2 separate regions of the Danio rerio genome follow, and region 2 is linked to region 1. The links are chromatin contacts, called in public HiChIP or PLAC-seq maps. All regions are on one chromosome and are shown on one strand. The core of a region is the stretch at or near the end of the contact, and the rest is flanking DNA. Distances in the headings are between cores, read along the strand shown. Region 1 overlaps usp43b (ubiquitin specific peptidase 43b). Region 2 holds the start of ntn1b (netrin 1b).

Region 1 (5,691 bases), core at 1,639-4,138:
ACAGTAGGTCTAATTGACCTCCTGTTGACCTTCTGTTCTTATGTTATATAAATCGAATGCTAATTCGAAATAGTACCTGCGGAAATTCTGAACCAATCATGTGCATCTAAGCCTCCACTAGCGTTCCACAAGAGTTTAGATTAGGCCTGGCTTACTTTGGCCTTACACAAAAGAGTAGCAGGAAAGAAGCCAATTGGGGAAGTGCAGCTCAATGTGCTTTTATCTTCAGGATTGTCCTAAATCAATGCTTCGGCAAACACTTCGAAACGGGTCAGATTAAACGCTTTGATTATTTGAGTGTGAAATGGCAGCATTGACCACACACAGATTTATAGTCACCACAACATCACATATAGGAGCAAATCAGGAAGAGTTTGTCTTATAATATCTATCTATTTTTAATGGCATTTACCATGACAACTTTTTGATTGTTTTTTAAGGCCGTATCAACTTTTTCCATTGTGATAATTGTTGATGAAAAACAATGTAATGTTAAAAATAGCTATTTTTGTTTATTGATTTATTATACTGTACATAACAGTTTGGAGTAATCAAATATTTCAAATTAATTAAACTACAAGATAATTAAAAAGTACAACACTTTTCATAAGGTCTCATTAGTGAAAGTTAGTAAATTAACTAACATCAATAGTAAGAAATAGTTACATTTGTTGCAGAAGTTATGTTAATGTTTGTTTAAAAATACAACCAAACTTGATTAGTTGTTTGCTTGCGCTATTAAAGACTAAGAAATAAATGCCTTCATTTAAGATTTAGAAGTAGTTTTCATCATAAGTTTAGTTTAATTAATGACAGCGTTAACCAGATAGAACTCTGTTGTAAAGTGTTTTCAGTTATAGAGGCCAGATTTAACATTCAAAATGGCTGATGATTGGAAATAAATTGCCTATTAAGTCTTCAGGTATCTGGAGATTTTAGTAAGAAATTAAAGTTAAATAAAAATAAAAAAAAACATTATTATTTACTGTATTTGGAAGTGCCGAGTTTATACTTCAATACTGTTAAATGCATGATGTTTCACAGCTAAAATAGTTCAGGTCTTGATCGCATTACAGTTCCATATCACTATGCTGAATGATGTTTCTTATGTTCTTATAATTCAACAGTCAATTATTGAATTCTTATTCTTATTGAATTCCTAAATACTGACATGTGTCTGCTGTCCGCAAATACAATGGTAAAATGGGCTAAAGACTTCAAATACTGCAAGGAATTATAGGAACAAAGTACTAATAATAATAAAAAAACTACTCGACAATGGAAGAAACATTGTACTTTGTCTTTTTACCTGCGTTTTAAATAAGTAGGCATAATTATGTTTCTGTTCTGTTGGCTTTTGTAGTGCTATACAATACAAATTGTTCTAGTACATCAATCAAGAGCAGAGGATTTCAAACTGAGATCCAGGGACCCCCAGAGGGTCAAAAAGGAAGTGCTCGGGGGTCTGTGGATGTGTTTGGAGAAAAAAACTAGCTAGCTAAATATATAAATAAAATTGATATAAATAAAACTTATTTTTAAAATCTGTTTTATGAAATTAACAAACAAATTGGACTAAAAGAACCAACAAACAATCAAATTAAAATAATTCATTAAACATTTGTAATTCAATAATTACATAAGAAGTTTAGGAAATGTTAAAATAACTTTAATCTAATCATTTTGATTACAGTAGCAATAAAACAAATCTTAATTTTAAAATAAATCATATACTTTACTAAAATAAAAAAATAACTACTGTAATTAGTAGAAAATTAGAGGAGAAGCACTTTAACATCGAGACCAGCAGCCTGTAAGTACATTTAAGACTTGTTTCAGTTGTTGTGTACTTTACAGACCTGAAACTTGCTTATAGCACTTATTCATTGTTGCTCTTGGTTGTGTAAATTGCTTCCTTGTCCTCATTTGTAAGTCGCTTTGGATAAAAGCGTCTGCTAAATGACTAAATGTAATGTAAAATGTAATGTAATGTAAGTGTAGAAAACAAAACAGATTTAACTTTATAGAAAGTTTTACGAACAAAATATTGTACCCGTTTTTAATTTCTTTTCCTTTTAATTTTTCTTTAGAGAATAAAAGTCTAAATAAATGTCCTCTATGGACAAGTTTTAATTAAAATTCAGCTGAAATAAAAACAATATCTACATTTTAAATAAAAATTTCAAACTTAAAAATATATATATTATAAATACTGCATTGACAACTGAGATAAAGTTAAGCACTCCTAAAGAAATAAATATAAATATTACAACTAAAGAACTAAAAATCGAGAAAGAAAAATAACGGTTACTTTAATACATTAAAAGTGTTTTTTTATTTAAAAAAATATATACAATTTACATAACAAGTATTAAAAACATAACTATTAAAATATATTGGAAATAAATAAAAGCCTAATACACCACTTCCATTTCTTCCAGAACAGCGCCTCCTTTTGGTTAAAATGCAATGTACAACTCAATTATCACTGCAAAACCAACAACCATATCTTTAATATACATAATAATATCAAATATCATAATAATATACATAATTTAATATCCATAGCATCTATACTTTCCCCATACTTGTTGATTCTGTTCTAGGCCTTCACATCAATCCATTCTGAGTAGTCTGTAGAGCGAAGAACAAACATTTCCAGATGATTTACTGGGGTTAAAGCATTCAGTGAGTTGAACAGAGATCTGTTTGATGAAGTCTAATAGTCTTTTGCTCTCCCACACAGAAGGGAATCTTGAAAAGTGAAGTTCTCTCTCAACTGAAAGTCGTTCTTTGTGTACAAGAGCCATTTACTGTTAAGCTCATTCCTACTCTGGAAAAGGTCAGTCCTTCTTACTGCAGGACAGCAAAGAACTTACTTTGTTGAGCACATTTTATGACTCTTTTTACGGTCATTTATCACACATGCTTATTGGGGTCTTCTTTTAAGCATATGTTGACTTGAATAGATTTTGTGCAAACAGATGGGTGGTCCGTACCGGATATGACCCCAGTGTGGCCCTTAAACTGCCCATTTCTGAGCAATATGAACTTTAAACTGGACAGAGGTATCAATACACATACAGTATAGCTGTTCCACTGTGCATTGCATATTCTGAATGAAAATATATTTCAAAATATTAACAGAGATACTTCTTTTCTTCCTTACATAGCACACCACTCAGAAACATAGATTTATAGTTTATGAAAAGGTTATTGAACAATATTTAAAATCTATGTGTTGCTAATGTTGTGCAAATAACACATTTTTATACATTTGGAGAAAATGCCAATGTAAATGACCTGGTAAGATTCGTTTTAAAAAAAGTAGTCAATACCTTTGTGTCTGAATAGTTTTTATGTATTTATTAGTGCCCATTATGATTTTGAATATACTTTTGTATTTATATTTTTTAATTTAATTTACAGTTTGATAAGTTTGCTGTGCTTCTTTTTATTAGGATGCAGATCTCATGTAACATTTGCAAGAAATTCTACAGTAAGAACTTTGTCAATGATTATTTGATGTATTTGTTGTGGAGTTACAATGATGAGTCTCACACAATGCCTTTACAAAGTTCACGGATGCACACACACACATACACACACACACACTGAATTTAACTTTGGAGTGTTTTTGCACACAAATGTGACAGGATACACATTAATATCCACGACTGTATGTATATCCGTTATGTTTTTATACAAAAACCTGATTTAATGTTTACAAACCAGGATTGAAGTGTCTTTTATAATTGTACTGACAGGTGGCTGTTGCGATAAAGATGGAAAAATTGCTGTAATTTATTACCAACGCACTGTTTTAAAAACATTTTTAACTTGTAAAACTCATTCTTGATCACATTTGATGATGATTGATGATCAGAGAGCTGAACAGATCTTTAACTCCATGCTGCTTTCTGCACGTCCTGTCTTGTTGATATGATTATACGGGTTACTAAGGATACATTTTAATACACGGCTATTAGATATAGATTTGTTGATTTAGATATATAACATAAGTGTGTGTGTGTATTATTTACTTTTTATTTTATTCCAAACAATTAAGATTAACTTCAATCGAAAAAACAAAAATGCATTCTCTTACCAAAATTAGTCAAGGTTTATCATAGTAAAAGTGTAGTATTTATTTGATTACAAGATGTATAATTTTACAACAAATTCTAGAGTTAGTGTGTAGAAAATCCAAGGCAACAGATTAACCATGTTTTTACTACATTAACCATGGAATATGTTGTTTATACCCATGGTAATCAATCAATCACAATGTTATTTTATTTCTATATATTTTTTAATGTATATTTTACTTGTAATAAAAACATGATTTATTTTTATATGCCAAAACAGCAAAAACATTCATAAACCACATCTATTTCAGTGTGCAATGTTCTAGCCTCTATAGAAGACGTTTAAAGCCATTTTCTGAAAGTACAGGCCACGACAGCAACATCTCTCAACAAACAATAGTGAATGAGGTCTTTTCTTGTACCTGTACTGAGTTACCACTAGAGGGAGTCCAAAGCCAATTCATATTATTGTGCATTTAATAAGTAGGCTATTCAGAATCATTTCAATTAAACTAAAGCTTCAAGCAGTTTTGATATTGAACCTCTTACCAATCCAAATACAAAATTAATTACTCTATTAAATCAAATTAACTTTTTGTCTGCCATATTTGAGACCCATGAGTTTCCCTGGACATCCAGTCAGATTTGAGATTTGGGTGCTTTGGTTTGAACTCAGGATTGACCATGTAATCTACTTAATGTTCAATGAGGGTATATCTGTGATATAAAATTGGTGATCTGTGTGCTGAGATATAAGAGGTTTTCATATTTTTTTTAGCATGGCAAAAGGATTAGATTGAAGTGTTCACCAGTGAAATATGCTGATAGTGAGAGTAAACATTCACAGTATGAGACGACAGGCACCCTTCTCAAAACCAATGAATTCAAAAACATAATAAATTCCCATCAAAGTAACAAACTGCTGCATGTAGAGTAAGTCAAACAACTGAGATCAAGCTGTAGAGCACATATAATTACACATGTTAGCTGTTTTATACAAGGAAACATCTTTGAAAATGAATGCATTAAAGAGATACAAATTTTACTTCACTCCCTAGTGGTTTAAGAAGATATTTTGAACATGTTGGCATTCTAAAAATAAAATGTGTTTTACATGCAGTAACACAAACCCAGTTGCCCAAATAGTGGTATGTTTGCAGTAAAATCAAGAATACAAGATTTGTGGATTCTCTTTAACCATTATTTAATTAACAAATGTAAAAATAAAAGATTTCCAATGGTTTGAATGAGCAAATAAATTCTATTCTAGAAAAATAAACTAATTTTTATTTCAATGGCTGCAACACTCTCCAAAATAGTTGGGACATTTGATGTCACATCATCTTTCCTTTAAATTAGGTTTATCTTCTAAAAATTAAGGATACTCACTGTTAAAGTTTTACAAGCAATTTTTTAACAAAGGACAAATGAAAGAAATCAGATGTGCTAGCAGTGATCATTGTTATTTGTTTCTCTTTTTCAAGACAGATCTTGACTTCAGGAAGGCCAGTCAAGTAAATTCACTCTGTAATTGCGAAACCACACTATTGTAGCATCTGCAGGATGAGACTTGATTTAATAACTGTTGACTTCCTATGAAAGA
Region 2 (5,691 bases), core at 1,842-4,341, 150 kb before region 1:
CCACAACACCTGTGTGTGCTAAATAAAAGTCTGTATGGAGAGATGCGCTGCCACCATTCTGCACAGGATGTCATGTGATGGGGTGCTACAATATCTCAAAGAACATAACAAAAAAAAAAAAAAAAACGAACATTCTGGATAAAAAAGTCATCAAATTCATTCATTTCATTCGACTTTAGTGCCTTTATTTATCAGGGTCCACCACAGCGGAATGAACCGCCAACTTACTCAGCATATGCTTAACACAGTGAATGACATTCCAGCTGCAACCCTGTACTGGGAAACACCCATGCACACTCTTTTACACACACATAGGCTACACTACGGCCAATTTAGCTTATTCAATTCACCTATATTGCCTGTCTGGGGAAACCGGAGCACAGAGCAGGTGAACACAGGGAGAACAGGTAAACTCCACACAGAAACGCAAACTGACCCAGCCGAGACTCGAACCAGCGACCTTCTTGGTTTGAGGCGACAGTGACCACTGAGCCAGCTTGTCGACCCAAAAGACTATGATTATAAATAAATAAAACCTTTAATGTGGGCCTATTTACCTAAGTAGACTATCCCTGAGACTATTCTAATGTATTCATACATAATTGGGTTTATGGGCTTTCGTAAACGGGTTTAAGAAAGATTTCGAAAACATCATCGTCACAGTAATATAAAAGGCGATTTGAGCTTTTTTTAAGTCTTTAAAATAAGAACGTAAAATTACCGTAAGCAGACATGGTTTGAACTTTAATTGGGATAAGTCGTGAAACAACGTGCCTTTTATCTTAGTCCTGTTGAACTCAACAAACGTGGACGCTGCGAAAGGAATCAGTTATGAAACATTTACTAAAAGTCTTAATCCTGCTATTTCAGTGAGACCTGTGAAGATGATCTCATCCTTGTTTATCCATGACTTCAGCACCAAGGACAGTGGCGAGTACGACGGACACACAGGAAGAGAGAACACTTATAGAGCATTTGAATATGTTAGATTATTAATATTAATAAATAATAACCAAGCCCTACCTATATAATTCTAGGCCCATTTTATTTATTTTTCATGCATGTGTGCTTTTAGCTTTCACATAAAGACTAATGACTCTTCCCAGCTTAAATATTTTCCTTACTTCTCTTCTGCACTAAAACAAACGGGATGAATTTTAATAAATGTGAAACTTGAAAATATTATATTTATATTCTATTATATGAAGGAAATTGTATGTAAAAATAAATTAACAAAAAGTGTTGTTTAAAACTATATAAAAAAACTTTTATATTGTGACAAAATATTGCAAATACTATCTGACATTTCTAAAACATTTAAAGACACATTTTAATACATTTTTAGTACATTTTAATATTCGTTTAATAATTTATGTTGGATGTCAACATTTTGTGCATCTGCTACTATGTGTTACATACAGTGACCTGACCTATCTGGTGGCACTGAAAAGAAGAGTTAGATTAAAAGCTGATTTTAAAACATGAATGAAGATAGATCTTGGTTCATATAATGTTAAATAGTTATGATGTTTCCTGAGTAATAAAACCTTATAAAGCAGACAGTGATTTGGAAGCTGATAAAATTAAATGCATTCCACAAATAAATTTCTCATGGGCTACAAGCTAGCTGCTTAATTAATCAAAACACTTTTAATAGAACAGAAGCATATTCCTTTATTTTACAAGACATTTCCATCAACTCTAAACAACATCAATATGTATAGCCAATAGGCCTAAAAACAGGTAAAATACCCGTAAGATGCACTGAAAATTATTTCACATTAATACATTCTGTCACATTTTATGATTTTTTAGCGAGAGCAAATATAAAGCGATGAGCTACTCTGATCTGATTATTCCTTATTCTACCACGAGATGTCGCTGTTTCTTTACTGTGATGAACCCAGAATCAACAAGCGCGGATCACGGTGGGTGGCCAAAAGAGTTTGCGTAAGCAGAACTGCGCCTGGAATTTAATTCACATTTATGATCTGCATATGCTACTTATTTCCGTTTCCATGGATTAAACGGAGCATCCAGTAAGATGATTAGTGTTTGAAAATGAATATGCAATACACAATATTGCAAAAGTTTGTCTGTCTGTCCGTCCGTCTATAAGTTTATTAATTTATATGGATTTACGTAGGATGAAATTCAATGTATTCACCCATTGTCTGCTGTTTAAATTGATTTATTCAGGGGACTTTCTTTGCGGTATTTTAAATAAACGATTTGCCCCAAACAATGAATTAGTGATGAATCGAGACTCTTTATTTATTCACTTTCCCAGAGTTTTTAAATAATAAAAAGTTAGTTTCATTCGTGCTTGTCCTCAACACCAACCTCTTATTTCTAATGAAGATGCTTTATATAGCCTGCAGTGGTGTCACTCAATGGAAAATATACATTGGATCCTATCATAAAAACTAAAGTTATGCCGTTTGTTTCAAAATAACGAGCTATCTCTGCGTTCAGCTTGTACCTATTTATTTGAACCAAAACTCTTTCCAAACACACTGCCAAATACACGATTTAAAGAAGTTTCATTCTCACAGACAGTCAAAAGTTCCCCTATAATTAAGACTAACTCAAAATGCAACTACATAAGAATGTCATTGTGCCTGCACACAGGGCAATAAAGTGCTTTACTCGTGCAGAATGGCAAATGACTGAACCCCCTTCCTATTGAAGAGAGCAGAAAGAGAGAAGGGCTGAGCTGCGACACTCACTCACAGAGAGGCAGAGGTGTGAAAGAGTTAGGCAGAGGAAGAAAGGCAGACTTGGAAAGTAATAGCAGGTTTTCTGTTTCATATTGCTTGAAAGTGGGGAAAGAGATTACAACATATCCGGGAGAGAGAAAAGAAAGGGAGAGTACCCTATAATTTCTCTTTTAGACGGGTTTGACATACTTCTCCACCCGGGTGAAGCAGTCTCTTTGAGGTATAGTGATTGTGTCTTGTTTTGAGTAAAAGTAAAACTCTTTGCGCACACATTTTTAAACAATGCAGGCATGCAAAATTACTTTGAATGATCTTTTTTTTCTTTGTTGACTAGTGCAGGTTCAGGGACCCCTGAGGACCACGGGTTGCAATGATAAGGATTTTGGTAACGTGCGTCTCCATGGTGTCCATCACCTCGATGGTGTCCGGTGCTCGCGGTGGATACGGGATGAGCATGTTCGCGGCTCAGTCCTCTCCTCCGGACCCGTGCTACGACGAGAACGGGAACCCCAGACGCTGCATCCCCGACTTCGTGAACTCCGCTTTCGGGAAGGACGTGCGCGTGTCCAGCACCTGCGGCTCTCCTCCGTCGCGCTACTGCGTGGTGACCGAGAAAGGCGAGGAGAGATCGAGGGACTGCAACATCTGCGACGCCACAGACCCCAAAAAGACCCATCCGCCCGCATACCTGACAGACCTCAACAACCCTCATAACCTCACCTGCTGGCAGTCGGAGAACTACGTGCAATACCCGCAGAACGTGACTCTGACTCTGTCTTTGGGGAAGAAGTTTGAAGTGACTTATGTGAGCCTCCAGTTCTGCTCTCCTCGCCCCGAATCCATGGCCATCTTCAAATCCATGGACTATGGGAAAACCTGGGTGCCTTTTCAGTTCTACTCAACCCAGTGCAAGAAAATGTACAACAAGCCCAGCAAAGCTGCCATCACCAAGCAGAACGAGCAGGAGGCGATCTGCACGGACTCTCACACGGACATGCAGCCGTTAACCGGCGGCCTCATCGCGTTCAGCACGCTGGATGGCAGACCGTCCGCGCACGACTTCGACAACTCGCCCGTCCTGCAGGACTGGGTCACGGCCACCGACATCAAAGTGACCTTCAACCGGCTGCACACGTTCGGGGATGAGAACGAGGACGATTCGGAGCTCGCCAGGGACTCGTATTTTTACGCGGTGTCTGACCTGCAGGTCGGTGGACGGTGTAAGTGTAACGGGCACGCGTCGAAGTGCGTGAAGGACCGGGAAGGAAACCTAGTGTGCGAATGCAAGCACAACACTGCGGGACCAGAGTGTGACAGGTGTAAACCCTTCCACTACGACCGGCCCTGGCAGCGCGCGACTGCCAGAGAGGCGAACGAGTGTGTCGGTGAGTCATTTCTAAACTAATTCAACAAGTGTGGATGGCTCTTTCTGAAAATACTTTACTACAGATTTCATTTATTTGTCCGAATCAAAAAAACACACACACAAAGAATTTGTCTAGGTGACAGGTGCTTTCAGAGCAGAAAAAGTGTAAGACAAAAAAAATAAAAAATACAAAACACAAAGCTAAAGAATATTTATGAAGAGTTCAGATGCAAAAAACCTCTAAATGCGTCTGAAAATTTCTTCTAAAATGAGCATTTTAATCAGGCTCAATGGGTTTAGTAAATATTAACACTTTATGACAAAGAATATGTAATTTTCATGGTTTTTAAGGTAAAATAACTGAGAGAAATGTTCATTTTACTTGAAAACCACAGATGGCAGGTAATATATATATATATATATATATATATATATATATATATATATATATATTACTAAGAGATAAAATGAATTTACACACATATTATTTACATTATTTACAGATCATGAAATTACAGAATATTGTTCTGAAAAGTATTGCCTACAATTTATTTCTCAGGCAATACCTTTCCTGAACAATACATGCACTGTAAAAATGTTGGGTTCCTGTCCTTCAATTGCTTCAAATATCTGAACAAACAGTTTTAAAACAACCTTTACATCTATGGAACATTTTAATTCCACAAATGGTTCTTTTTAGTCTAAAAAGGCTCCTTAGATTATAACATGTTCTTCACACACAATGAAATAATGAAAAGCACTATATGATATTTGAAGAACGTCTTACTAAAAGCTATTTTGAAGAACCAAGTTTCTTGTATGGTAACAAAACCTTTTATTAGTGTGAATACATTCTGTGGTTTGATGAATGTTAATGCCAGTTTAGACTCCAGTAAAACCAGTAGAACCAAATTATTTTAAAAAATGGAAATAAATTAGTATGGATTCTTGATTAAATGTGTAACTCAGTAGATGCAGAAATCTACAAAATGTTTAAAAGATTGAATGAAAAAGTTTAAAGAAATCTGCATAATATAATAAAGCTATGAATGTAATACCATACATTTATTACATCTCACAAAGTAGAACTTGGCTTGTTTGCACTGTCAACCTTTAGTTTCATTTATTTATATTTTAATTAATTGATCAACTCATCAAAAGTGTAACAGAGAATCAAGTCATACTGTATATTATTTTCCTATTAGCTAACTGAATATTTCAACTTTCAATGAAAGGTCTAAAGAAGAGTCTTATGAACTTAAGAATTGCAAAATTCATTGCAAAAATTGCAGAAACTTTCACTTCCAAACTCAAATACACATTAGTTTCTTACAGTATCATGAGGCCAACAAAATAACTTTAATGCTTAAATGATCTTTATTCATATCTAAAATATCTACTATGGATTGATTTACCTTATGTTGTCAGAAAAAGCCTCTTCTTTACATAATTCACAATCTTAAAATGTAAAGGAACTTTATTGGCATTTGTTAGTTCCATGAAGAAACCTTAGCATCAACTCAAGCTTTATATTCCACAAAATGTTCAAAAAGGTTTAAGTTATTAAAATGTTCTTTAATCTCCTCACACACAAAATCTTCTTCA

What was found. HiChIP or PLAC-seq counts read pairs in DNA pulled down with a chosen protein or histone mark.
Region 2: a contact with region 1 is called in an H3K4me3 HiChIP or PLAC-seq map of embryo, with 8 times the contacts expected there. The contact joins the promoter of ntn1b here to the enhancer-like site in region 1. A contact is called at or near these places in 6 of 18 Hi-C or Micro-C datasets (caudal fin, embryo and hematopoietic stem cells) and 2 of 4 datasets of contacts at active chromatin or transcription factors (caudal fin and embryo).

Annotation. Positions count from the first base shown.
Region 1 is chr3:24,396,633-24,402,323 of GRCz12tu, reverse strand. All of the region lies in intron 4 of usp43b (ubiquitin specific peptidase 43b), which reads left to right. Among named protein-coding and RNA genes, the nearest start is that of pik3r6b, 46 kb to the left of the region's middle. Within about 2 kb of position 2,888, at least 3 of the 62 cell types and tissues checked have an H3K27ac peak or open chromatin away from gene starts, as enhancers often do.
Region 2 is chr3:24,544,293-24,549,983 of GRCz12tu, reverse strand. It overlaps ntn1b (netrin 1b), which reads left to right and starts at 3,091. Exons shown (of 6, transcript NM_130998.1): 1 at 3,091-4,105. The coding sequence starts at 3,091. All of the region lies in intron 4 of pik3r6b (phosphoinositide-3-kinase, regulatory subunit 6b), which reads right to left.